2 separate regions of the Macaca mulatta genome follow, and region 1 is linked to region 2. The links are chromatin contacts, called in public Hi-C maps. All regions are on one chromosome and are shown on one strand. Each heading gives the region's core, a stretch centred on a gene start, on an enhancer-like site or on the middle of the called end of the contact. The rest is flanking DNA. Distances are from core to core; before and after follow the strand shown.

Region 1 (6,528 bases), core at 1,613-4,112, 60 kb before region 2:
AGTGATCCTTCCATCTTGGTCTCCCAAAGTGCTAGGATTACAAGTGTGAGCCACCACACTCAGGAGAAATAACTTTTAAAAACTGTTCTTTTTCACGATTCTGTGGGCTGGCTAGGAGTTCCTTTGCTGTTTTCACCTAGGTTCACTCGTGTCTCTGCACTCAAACAGCAGGTCAGCTGAGCAGGAAAATGGAAAATGGCCTCACCAGCATGTTTGGCTGTTGGCTGGCGCTCCTCCGTGTGGCCTCTTCCTTACATGGTGGTCTCAGGGAGTGTTCCAAGGGGACAAAGGCAGAAGCTACAAGGCCTCTGACAGACTAGGTTCCAGAACTCACACATCGCTTCTGCCACACCTATTGGTCAAAGCTAGTTACAAGACCAGCCCAGATTCAAGGGATAGAGAAAGAGACCCCAATTCTTGATGTGAGAAGTACCAAAGTCACACTGCAAAGGAATTTGGGGCCACCATTAGTCTACCACCACATTAAAAGTTGTTTTTTGTTTTTTTTTTTTGAGACAGAGTCTTGCCCTGTTGCCCAGGCTGGAGTACACTGGTGCAATCTTGGCTCACTGCAACCTCCACCTCCTGGGTTCAAGCGATTCTCCTGCCTCAGCCTCCCAAGTAACTGGGACTACAGGTGCACGCCATCATGCCCGGGTAATTTTTTGGATTTTTAGTAAAGACTGGGTTTCACCACGTTGCTCAAGCTGGTCGCAAACTCCTAAACTCAGGCAATCTGCTAGTCTCGGCCTCCCAAAGTGCTGGGATTACAGGTGTGAGTCACTGCATTCAGCCCATCATATATTTATTAACCATAGATACCTACCAGTCCCCCCTCCCCCCACCTTTTTTTTTTTTTTTGGAGACCGAGTCTCACTCTGTTTCCCAGACTGGAGTGCAGTGGCGTGATCTCCGCTCACTGCAACCTCCACCTGCCGGGTTCAAGCAATTCTCATGCCTCAGCCTCCCGAATAGCTGGGACTACAGGTGTGAGCCACCACGCCTGTCTAATTTTTGTATTTTTAGTAGAGACGGGGTTTCACCATGTTGGCCAGGCTGGTCTTGAACTCCTGACCTCAAGTAATCCACCCGCCTTGGCCTCCCAAAATGCCGGGATTACAGGCAAGAGCCACCATGCCCGGCCCTACCAGTTCCTTTTTAAGACCAAAAAGTTTTGAATTGTGACAGCATCACTGTAATAAGTAGACAGCTTCTCCCATGATTACAGACAATACCATTCAAAAGTTCTGAAATGTTTGCTTAAAAACAATGGTATACCTCCTCAAAAGAGATTACCCTCTAGGTTTTAACAATGAAGGTTAAAAAACCAGCTCTGCATTGCCTGTGATAGCTGGTAAATGCCATGGGTGTGGAGAACCCCATCTTGCACATATTGGTCAAGAGGGATGTGTGTTGAAAATGTTGGGTACTGGCTGGGCATGGTGGCTCACGGCTGTAATCCCAGCACTTTGGGAGGCTGAGGCGGGCGGATCACCAGGTCAGGAGATCAAGACCATCCTGGCTAACACGGCGAAACCCCATTTCTCCTAAAAGTACAAAAAATTAGCTGGGCGTGGTGGCGGGTGCCTGTAGTCCCAGCTACTTGGGAGGTTGAGGCAGGAGAATGGCATGAATCCAGGAGGCGGAGCTTGCAGTGAGCCGAGATGGTGCCACTGCACTTCAGCCTGGGCGACAGAGCGAGAGACTGTCTCAAAAAAAAAGAAAATGTTGGGTACTGAGAAATTAAGGTGAATTCAGTATAGGCTGGGGGCACAGGATAAGAATAGTAGCTAATATAGTACTTACCTGGTGTTTTACTGTGTACTGGACACTGTTTGAAGCACCTTACACATATAACCTCGTTCAGTCCTCATTATCCACATTTTTTTATAGGAAACCAAGGCCCACATAAATTAACTTGCTCAAAGGGTCACAACTAGTAAGAGGTGGAAGCTAGGATCTGAACTCAAGCCAGCTGGCTCTAGACTGTGTTATTACCCTCCACAACAGAACCTGGGCTGCAGGTCCAGGAGAGGAGGGTGAGAAGGCAGCTGTGTGTGGGTGTGGCACCATGAGGGGAATGTGGGTTGTGAGTACCATGTCCTGTTTACCAGTGGGAGAAGTCAGACCCCTGAGTCAGAACTTATGCTGGGGAGCTTTACTGGGGCCATCACGATGTGTGGGTGTCCAGGCCTCCGGAAGGAAAGGATTCCCAGCATTCCTAAAGCCATGGTCCTGGAATCTAGGCCCCTCCTTAGGCTGAGATACCAGCTGAGAGTTAAGCAGTTTGGGGAGAATGAAGTTTAGGAAGCCAGCCTTACAAGCAACACCGAGAGGTCATCTATAATGAGAATTGAGGGCAAAATCGAGTCAAAGGACCCGGGACCAAAGGTTGGGCAGAATGGGCAGTGTTTGGAAACTGAGTGGGATTGTGAAACTCACTGCGAGCAACTGAATAGGCCGAGGGGGCTTTAGAGACCTGTGCCAATGATTGACGGCTGAGGCGCAGGGAGGGACCCGGGGATTTGCACATGGTAGAATTAAGGAGCGCTGGCGTTGCGTTGGGGGAAGAAGGAAAGCCCCACCCCGCTCCCCGGCAGTGGGGAGGAAGGGAGGAATGGGTGCCTCGGCCCCCACGGCTCCGGTCCTGGCACGGCCTGGGCCGCCTCCCCGACTCCATCATCGCTGTCATGCCCGGCCTCAAGCCTCCACCGCCCCCACACGTGCCGCCACGGGGAGCGGCCCGATCAAGGCGTGACGCTTCGAAGGGTGGGGCCTCACTTATTCCCCTATTTAAAGGGGAACGAGGCCGCGGCGCCGGCCCCAGGACCCGACCCGGGCCTCAGAAGAGTCAGTTCGTTCTGTTCACCGAGCCGGCCGCGTTAGCGACGCCCTCGAGTTCGCGGCGGGCACGATGCAGCTCTTGGTGAGGGTGCCCTCTCTTCCGGAGCGGGGCGAGCTGGACTGCAACATCTGCTACCGTCCTTTCAACCTCGGGGGCCGCGCGCCCCGCCGCCTGCCCGGGACGGCGCGCGCCCGCTGCGGCCACACGCTCTGCACCGCCTGCCTCCGCGAGCTGGCAGCGCGCGGGGACGGCAGCGGGACGGCCGCGCGCGTGGTGCGCCTGCGCCGCGTGGTCACGTGCCCCTTCTGCCGCGCGCCCTCGCCGCTCCCGCGCGGCGGCGTCACGGAGATCGCTCTTGACTCGGACTTGTGGTCGCGATTGGAGGAAAAAGCGCGGGCCAAGTGCGAACGAGATGAGGCGGGGAACCCGGCCGAGGAAAGCAGCCACGCTGACGGAGAGGCCGAGGAGGAAGGGGAGAGCGAGAAGGGGGCGGGGCCTAGGAGCGCTGGGTGGCGCGCGTTCCGGCGGCTCTGGAACAGGGTCCTGGCGCCCGCGCGGCGCTGGCGGCGTCCGCTGCCTAGCAACGGTGAGGTGCTGCCAGGGGAGGATGCAGGGGAGAGAGCGCCGAGGAACACGGAGGTTGGTTGGCTTGCTCCTGCTTCCGCTAACCCTTATTCTTTCCCCCAGTGCTCTACTGTCCGGAGATCAAGGACATTGCCCACCTGACCCGTTGAACGTTGTAACCGAGGAACTCGGAAGCCACAGCCGAAGGAAGGTGGGAGCTGCAGCCTCGCGGGGGCTGATATCAAGACTACTGTGTCTCAGATCCCAGGATTGACATGTGATAAGAGAGATGAGCCGAGGGCAGGAGGGAACGCCCTGGGAGGTGTTGATGATGAGTTGGGGAGGCTCCTAGACGAACTCGCCCCCATCTACTGACTGTGCCAGTCTTACATTTTCAGGATGGAGTGGCCAAGGGATGATATAAACAAAGCCTACGTTACTGTGGGAAGAAGACAGACTGTTTTCTTAGCTGGGACTTTGGCTTTTGTCCAGGGTGGCTCTGGTGTGTGGGAGCAACAGGTCCCGTTTTAGCAATTCTTTGTCAATGGTTTGAATTTTTTTTTTTAAGATGGGATGGGAGAGAAGAGGCTAATTTTCGCGTCATGTTAATCTCACTTCTCTGGCATGTAAGGGTGCTGGTATGCCTGCTGTCTCTCCACTCCCAGTTCTGTGTTCCAAAAATTGAGATGGCTCCCTGCCTATGACTATGATGAGGAGCCTTGCTTCATTTCAGAATCTACCTTCAGCCTGCTAGGGCAGGTATCAGAAATTCCAAAGGGCATTTATATGAGGCACCTAATTAGAGCCTATCAAAGTAGGAAAGGAGAGCCATTTGAAAGGCATCATATTTCAAACTTTTGCTATTATCTGTGTTATCTTTACAGTCACAGGGAACACTGGCGCTACTGAAAAGATACTTATACAATTTTAAGTGTCTTTAAAATTTGTGTCCCATAATGGGACATCACCTATTGTATATATGCCATGTATTCTATTTTAGAATCCTGTAAGTATCTTATGACCATATAGTCATAGTCAAGGACCAGCAGCGTTGGTATGCTGTCGATGGAAGCGCACAATCTCACTCCAGGATCCCACTCCAGACTTCCTGAATCAGACTCTGCAGGGTTGTTGTTTTTGTTTTTGTTTTTGAGACAGTCTCACTCTGTTGCCCAGGCTGGAGTGCAGTGGCGCAATCTCACCTTACTGCAGCCTCTACCTCCCAGATTCAAGCGATTCTCCTGCCTCACCCGCCGGAGTAGCTGGGATTACAGGCTCCTGCCACCACACCTGGCTAATTTTTGTAGTTTTAGTAGAGATAGGGTTTTGCCGTGTTGGTCAGGCTGGTCTCAAACTCCTGACCTCAGGTGATGCGCCCACCTCGGCCTCCCAAAGTGCTGGGATTATAGGAGTGAGTCACCGCGCCTGGCCAGACTCTGGCATTTTAACAATCCCAGGTGATTTGTGTGCATGTGAAAATGTAAGTATCATTGGTCTAGATCCTAGACTCTTTAAGATATCACCATCTGTAGGTAGAATATTTAAAACATAATAAGTATGACTGATAGATTATTTTATCCAAAGTTCTAAAGTAACATTCTATTGCTAAAGAAATCCTAACCTACTATGTTACATTTTTCTCTTAAAAATGTGAACTTATTAAGTATTAACCTCAATTTTTAGGGGTCTCCAACCTTTTTAAAATATTTTTGATTGACAAATCATATACACTTATGGTTTATAAACCTCAATTTTTGTAACCCTATTTTGGCATTTTCCTGTCCTTACGTCTCAGCTTAAATGCTCCCTCTTCTGGGAGGCCGCCTTCTGCCTTCAGCATAGTAGAGCCTTTTCCCCACCCCTCTGTAACATAATGCCCTGTTTTATTTTTACTGCTTTTATTTTCATGCTTTGTGGGTGTCCTCACTGGAGTGTAAGCCCCATGGTAGGAAGGGCTGACCTGTGACTGTTTTATCTCCAGGGCCAACAGCAGTGTTACTGTATAATATGTACTCAATAAATATTTGTTGGCTTTATATCTTATTTTTTTAATATAATAGCCTTGTGAACTAAATGTCTGGCCTCTCTCAATCTCTGAGAATCTCTGTTTAGTGAGCAATAAACATCAAGGAAGTGCCTAGCAGTTCAAATCTTTGGTAAGCTAGACAGATCTGACCCTCAACTCCTTTAAAAAAAAAAAAGTGTGCCTTTGCTTCATACTGGAACTGAACCTGTGGAGCTGTAGTGACCTCTACTGACTCTTAGGGGAACTAAAGTGCAACTTGAAGGTGGAAAGGATGATCAAAAGGATGGCTGGAAGGCAGTTTTGAATCTTGCTAGGCACTCCTCCCACTACATTTCTGTCCAGTAAGTCCCACTCTCTCTGAAGTCAACCTGAGGCCATGTAGTATCTGCTGCTCACCCTCCTTCTCTACACTGAGCCCATCACATAGTTGGAGCTGGAAGAACCTCAGTTTTAGTGAATAATCCAAGAGATAAAAATGAGGAAAAGGAAAAAGTCGTAAGATTTTTTTTAAAAAAGGCAGAAAGCAACAACTTTTCTTATCCCTCCCCCCAAAACTCCCCCCCTATAAAAAATAACAGAGCACACAGAAAGGAAAGTATAATTTATATGTACAACCAATAAACCTGATACAGAAGAGGGGATCAGGACAGACCAGGAGTGGGTGTGAAGAGAGACTGGGAAGGGGGCAGCAAGAAAGTGAAGGGGCAGCAAAGAGGAAGTGGGGGGTTCGCCATGCAAACTGCCACTCTCCCTGGCCCCTCCTGGGAGGGGGGATGTGCCCACATTTCCCTTGCCTGCCCTCCACTACTTTGCTCTGGTCCCAGTGACAAGGTAGCTCCCAAGACCCTGACTAGGTCCCCTGCCTGACTTAACGCAAATTTAGTCTGTATCTAGGCCTTGAGGAGGGAGGGTAGTAGAAGTCTTCAGGAACCTAAGCCCCAGAGCTGGGGGCTTCCCCGCCACCGCCGTCTGGCCCATTGTATTCTCTCCCACCCTTCTAGGTGACCTGGGTCCCTAGAACAGGTTGGGGAGCTCCTCTTTGGCTTGAGGGAGTATCACCCAACCATTACTCTTTGTAGGGGTGGTCCTTGGT
Region 2 (6,114 bases), core at 3,334-5,833:
TTGAACTCCTGACCTCAAGTGATCCTCATACCTCGGCCTCCCAAAGTTCTGGGATTACAGGCATGAGCCACTGCACCTGGCCAGAGATACTCTATGGAATAACTTTTGGTTTGGGGGTCTAGGGGAAGCAGGGAAAGGGAATCCTGTGGATAGAGACTGTAGCACAGGAACCAGACATCCTATTCCTCCGTCCTTCCTTGCCTACTAGGACACAGCATCCCCCCACTAGTTATAGACAGATGAGTTCACTTAACATTTGAGTTCATTCAAAATTTATTGAGCAGCAACTGTGTGCTCAGCAATGAGAATATAGCAGTGAGCGAGATGTGAACAAGATCTCTGCCCTCATGAGCTTACAATCTAGCAGTACAGCCAGCCTATTACAGCCATAATTTTACAATTGTAACAAAAACTCTGGAAAATGCATGGTGCTAACCGATTTATCAGAAGTCTTGACCCACCAAGAAATAAGAAAAGAACTGAGGAAGGAACATTTAGGATCAGCTAGGCAGAAAGTGAAAGGAAGCGTGTTGCAGGCAGAGAGGACAGTGTGTGAGGGCTCCGCAGCTTGCAAGACATGTAATGAACTGAAAGCCAGTGTCTGGGCCGTAGAGAACAAAGAGGAGTGTTGCGAGATGAGCCTGATTTATACAAGGTCTTTGAATTTAGGACGTTATCCCAAAAGCAGGTGGAAGCCACTGAAGAAGCTAAGGAAAGTTCGATGTTTAGGTTTGTTTTTCATAGCTGACTCTTACTGCAGCATGGAAGGCAGAAGTGGAAATGGGAGAACAGGTTAGGAAGTTTCCATAGCAGTTTAGACAAGAGGTGATGGTAACTTGGAGAAAAGAAGATAGGTTCCAGAGATATTTAGGAGACAGATTACACTTGATGAGTGACTGGATGTGTGAGGAAAAGGATGTGTTTCCGGCAAGAGGCATTGAAGTAGGAGTCTCTGGAAGAGGGACAGATTTTGGCAGAATGAAGACATCCCGTAGGCACAGGACAGGCCCTGAGACTTGCACTAGAGGAACAGCATAGCCTTCATTCTTAAATAGTTCAGGGTTTAATTGAGCAAACAAGGTACACGTAATTGCAGAGTTGATTAAAGATCAAAATGACTGATTTAGATAATTCACGGACTCCTGCATTCCATGGGATTAGATTTAAATCCTCCACCTCACAGTAAATTCAGATAACTGCTGAAGCCAACAGTAATGTTTCCTGTTCATGCCTCTCATAGCCCCTCAGAACACCTATACAGCCCAACGGTATCTCACAGGGGTCACCTTCTCCTGCGCTGGGCCCTGATGCCCCTGCCAGAAGGCACACTGAACTCCTCCTGATTTGTGTTTCGCTTGCTGCTGCCAGGAAGTTCACCTGCCTGTCATTCTCAAATCTCCCCTCCTTAAGTTAAAGGAGACCAAATCTAGCCGCTGCCCCCAATAGTGGTTCTCTTTTGGTCACCAGGAGAGTTTTCTGACTGACTTAACATCTCTCTTTACATTACCCCTGTCAAGTTCTCTCTTTTGGAGTCACCATCTTGCAACCCTGTCTTCCTCATCTTCTCCAAGTGGCAAACTGCCTCCTTTTTCTCCCTCACCAAAATGTCACTAATTTGCTGGCCTTTTCCCCACTCTAGTTTTCCCTCAAGTTAGTAAATACCCACCTCTTTGCCCCAAAAAGGTCAGGAAAGAAATTTGGGGTATGGGATTAACAAGGAAGTAGCCCCAATAGCTATTGCTTACCTGACACTTAGCCTTCCTTGCCTCCTCTTCGCCACAGGAGAACTCTGCAAACTCCCAGAGACAATAACTGCTAACTGTACAATAGGACCACAGTTTCCTATTGTGCAAGGAGCCTAGGAAAAAGCCACATCCCAAATACTTGCTCTGAGAACAGTGGTTACAAATGTTAACATGAGATTAGACATGGAGATGGTCCCTTTATATTGAGAGAACATGGACTTTGGAGTTGGGTAGACTTGAATTTGCATTCTGGCTCTAGTGGTACTACCTAGTGTGCCTTTGAGCTATTAAACTTTTCAAAGTTTCAAAGGACTTATCTGTAAAATAGTAATCCACCTTATAGGGTAGTTGTCTTGAAGAGGCTATTTGGGAGGCTGAGGCAAGAGGATCACTTGAGCCCAGGAGTTTGAAACCAGCCTGGGCAACACAGTGAGACTCTGTGTCTATAGAAAATTAAAAAATTAGGCATTGTGGCGTGCACCCAAAGTCCCAACTACTCAAGGCAGAAGTGGGAGGATCACTTGTGCCCAAGAGCTCCAGGCTGCAGTGAGCCATGATTTTGCCACTGCACTCCAGACTGGGTGACAGAGCAAGACCCCTTCTCTTTGTGGGGGGTGGGGGGAGAGGGTATATGAAGTACCCAGCATAATATCTAGCCTGAATTGCCTATAATGACTCACTTCCTTTCTTTCCCTTGGGTTTCAGCTGCCAAATACTATTCTACAAGTAAGATAAGCCAGCTTTGTGTGGTCAATGATAAACATTTCCTATTCCTGTCTTTGTAATTCCCATCTTCCTGCAGACATCTCATTTCCATCATTGCCAAAAAAGTCCTTCCATCCCTCACCCCTGTAGAATTACTCTCTCTTAACTATCAAACAGTTCTGCCTGAACTCTGACTATCCTCTTCTACATCTCCCTAAACCAAGATACTTGATCTTCTTGTATCATTCCTAAAGATTAATTCACTGATTTTCTCAGAGCAAATTGTAATGAAGGCAGGGAATAGGACCTTTACACTTCAGAAGGGCACAGGCTAGCTGCTAGAGAGGAATGGAGATCTAGGCCCAGGCACCCCTCCGCCCCACCACTTTTCGTCAAGGCACAGAAAAAGCCAAACTCGAAATATGTCTTGAGTGTACATGAGTGTACGTCTCCTTTCCTACAACTCTGTGAGATCATCATTGAAGTACAGAAGTATTGCAGGTGTGTGAAGTGTACCGTCCATATTGAGATAGTCAAATTCTTCCTCCTCATCCCGGATCCCATTCTCTTCCAGGGTAAAATCCATGTTCAGGTTCTTCCCTTCATATTTCCACGTGTAGCTGGCAGCATGTGCATTATAGGGGAGATAGCGGTGTAGGATTTCCCATATGGACTCCAGAACCCCCACCTGGAGAACACAGAAGCACCCCACCCCCAGAATTCTGGATGGAGTATACACATATACACACTAGGATCAAAGTGCCTCCCTTGGCAGATAGCAGCTTCAGGTAATCTACGGCCCCAGAAAAAAAGCTGAAACTCCAGCATGCAATGAACAGGCCCAAAAGACCTACAGCTCTTAATGGCAGCCACTTCTAACTACCAGATGGCCATAAAGGGTCAACTGTCCCCTCACTATATCCATGCAATAGAGTAGATTAAAAAGAAAGTTCAATTGCTGTCCAAAACAGCGTGTAAGAGTTTTGAAGGACCACCATCACTAAGATGCATAAACTGCTGTTCCCAGGCTTATAAAGGAGTCTCTTGTCCCCGTGTGACCCAGACACTCCTAGAATTACCAACCCTGGGGACCTAGGTGCTGTGCTTTCCTCAGTTGCCTCAATGTAAAGGGCAGAAAATACACTCCCACTGGTTATGGAAAAAAATGTTGCCCTGCAGATCGGCCTGGAGATTTGCTGGGATTCCCCATTCCCTCTAACCTGCTCCTTGTCACCAGTTCTCACCTCCAGTGTGTGCTCCTGCGACGTGAGTGTGTTAATGATGCGGATGCTCCGGGTCTTGGCAGACAGCCGCCCCACCTCATAATACGACCCCTGCCACCAGGGCTTCCCAAAATCGTTGGCCCAGTCCGAACAGGGCAGCTGAGGCGGAACGTGCACAAAGCGACCCCGCGGGGTGCAGTACCTCAGGCAGCCGGTCAGCGGATCTATGTGCTTGCGGATCTTTAAAGGAGGGTTTGGGGCGAGGGGATCAGAGCAGTCATTATGCTCTGGCTAGCCTCCGCTTTTCCTTCCCATCCCCGCTCTCCATTGCCTCTACCCACAACCCCAGATTTCAGCATAACTCACGTCTTTGGTCTTTGGATCAAACCAGTGGCTGATGTCCTGGCCTGCAACTTCCACTATAGGTTTCAGCAGCAGGTTCCCTTGAAAAGAGCAGCCACGGTCAATGCCAGCCCTTCAAGAACCAGGCAGACGCGCGCGCGCGCCCGCACACACACACACACATACACACACACACACACACACACACACACACACACACACACACTCCGGCCCCGGCCCAACGTGTGACCCTTACCCTTGTATTCCTGTGCCAATGACGTTAGGTCGTACACGCGTCCCAAGTAAGATACCCAGAGGTCTTCGGGCCTGTTATGTTGGGCCACCTCCGCCGGCGTGAAATAGCGACGCTGAAAATACTCCAAATCTGGCCCAGCCACCAGGCCCCGGCGCGGCATGGCTCTTGCTCTGTCAGTCACTGGCTCTCTTGGTTACTCCTTTGCTCCTCAGCACGCACTCACTACTACTACGACCTCCGTCGCGTCCGGGAGCCGAGGGGAGAGCGTTTATCCGCTGACATGGAAACCATTGTCCTTTTCCGGCCACCGTCCACTGAGATAAATATCAGGAGGTGAGGCTTGGACCGCACGTGTTCACGGGAAATGTAGTATGAGTCCCACACGGGGCATATAAGGATCAAGTAATTGAGTTGCGCCGCTTTCAGGAGTTGGGGGTGGGCAGAAAACGAATACGCTCCGTTTTAATTTAGCGGCCTGGGCTACATGGGATATTTATGACAGACTATCTCTCTGAGACAGAAAAACAAGGGAGGAGGCAGTATGAGAGTGTATTCTCGCTAAATTCCAGAGTTTCTAAAGGATGTGTAAGAAAGTAGAGGTAAAGGTCTCGCGATATCGTAAGACATCCGGCGTGGTACGCTTCAGTGAGCCACAGCGCTAGAAGTAGGAGAAGCTCGCGAGATCTCTGCCGTTGCCGAGGAGACTAGGAGGTGGAGGAGAGGTGATCTCGCGAAAGGAAAGCGGTCGGGAGCGCTCGCGAGATCTCGGACCACCCAACCTGAAAGGTGCTTAGGAAGTTGAAAGGCCCAGAGGAGGCCTCCGGGCAAATGGCCGGAGCTGGACCGACCATGCTGCTACGAGAAGAGAATGGCTGTTGCAGTCGGCGTCAGAGCAGCTCCAGCGCCGGGGTTAGCACGGGCTCTGGTTCTGGGATTGAGGGGCAGTCGAGCAGCAAGATGGAGGGGGTGGGGGAACTGCAGCTCCCGGCAGCCTCTGGGCGTTGTGTGAGCGCCCCGCGGGCTGCCGGGAGCTGTGGTTCCGCGGGCGGGCAGCCGGGACTGCGCGGTCTGAGCGCTTGTTCCACCCCGCGCAGGATTCGGACGGAGAGCGCGAGGACTCGGCGGCTGCGCGCGCCCGGCAGCAGCTAGAGGCGCTGCTCAACAAAACTATGCGCATTCGCATGACAGATGGACGGACACTGGTGGGCTGCTTCCTCTGCACTGACCGTGACTGCAATGTCATCCTGGGCTCGGCGCAGGAGTTCCTCAAGCCGTCGGGTCAGTGCCTGGGGAATGCACACCCGCCTGGAAATGTGGCGGAACCTTACGCAAGGCATTTCCCCTTCAGGGCCTGGCTGCAGCCCTTGTTTTCTGGGGCTCGTTTTTGTGGCTCAGAGGGGCGGTACTGATGCCGGCCTGCTTCCCTGATCCTCTGATCCTTCTTTCCAGATTCCTTCTCTGCCGGGGAGCCCCGTGTGCTGGGCTTGGCCATGGTACCCGGACACCACATCGTTTCCATTGAGGTGCAGAGGGAGAGTCTGACCGGGCCTCCATATCTCTGACCACGGTGGCGCATACCTTTCAGACTTCATTAAACTTACGACCGAATGGACCTGTGTCTGTGTGTAGCTGGGATGCCAGTACAGGGATAGGACACCCCACCCCTAGAGGAAAGGACTCATCTGAAGTCGGGAGCACCCTCAACCCTCCTCTACCAACCGGGATGTCCAGGGGTGCCAAAGGTTCTCTCAAGTTCAGGGGTAGAGATGGGGGACAGGGCTGAATGATGCACCAACAGGCCCCAGGGTGGGCCCCTGCATCTTCCCTCCCACGCTGCTGCTCC

Evidence for each region. A called contact is a pair of places that touch in the nucleus more often than the background predicts.
Region 1: a contact with region 2 is called in a Hi-C map of cortical neurons, with 2.5 times the contacts expected there. The contact joins the promoter of RNF227 here to the promoter of CYB5D1 in region 2. A contact is called at or near these places in 2 of 14 Hi-C or Micro-C datasets (blood and cortical neurons).

Annotation. Positions count from the first base shown.
Region 1 is chr16:9,419,496-9,426,023 of T2T-MMU8v2.0, reverse strand. It overlaps RNF227 (ring finger protein 227), which reads left to right and starts at 2,862. Exons shown (of 2, transcript XM_028835980.2): 1 at 2,862-3,431; 2 at 3,533-5,543. The coding sequence starts at 2,915. The coding sequence ends at 3,579. LOC144335311 (a long non-coding RNA gene) reads right to left here and starts at 3,686. Exons shown (of 2, transcript XR_013406085.1): 1 at 1,604-3,686; 2 at 1-975. CHD3 (chromodomain helicase DNA binding protein 3) reads right to left here. Exons shown (of 40, transcript NM_001374490.1): 40 at 6,022-6,528.
Region 2 is chr16:9,361,755-9,367,868 of T2T-MMU8v2.0, reverse strand. CYB5D1 (cytochrome b5 domain containing 1) reads right to left here and starts at 4,583. Exons shown (of 4, transcript NM_001194493.2): 1 at 4,272-4,583; 2 at 4,040-4,116; 3 at 3,695-3,913; 4 at 256-3,138. The coding sequence starts at 4,431. The coding sequence ends at 2,908. It overlaps NAA38 (N-alpha-acetyltransferase 38, NatC auxiliary subunit), which reads left to right. Exons shown (of 5, transcript XM_077970313.1): 4 at 5,366-5,549; 5 at 5,721-5,879. The coding sequence ends at 5,833.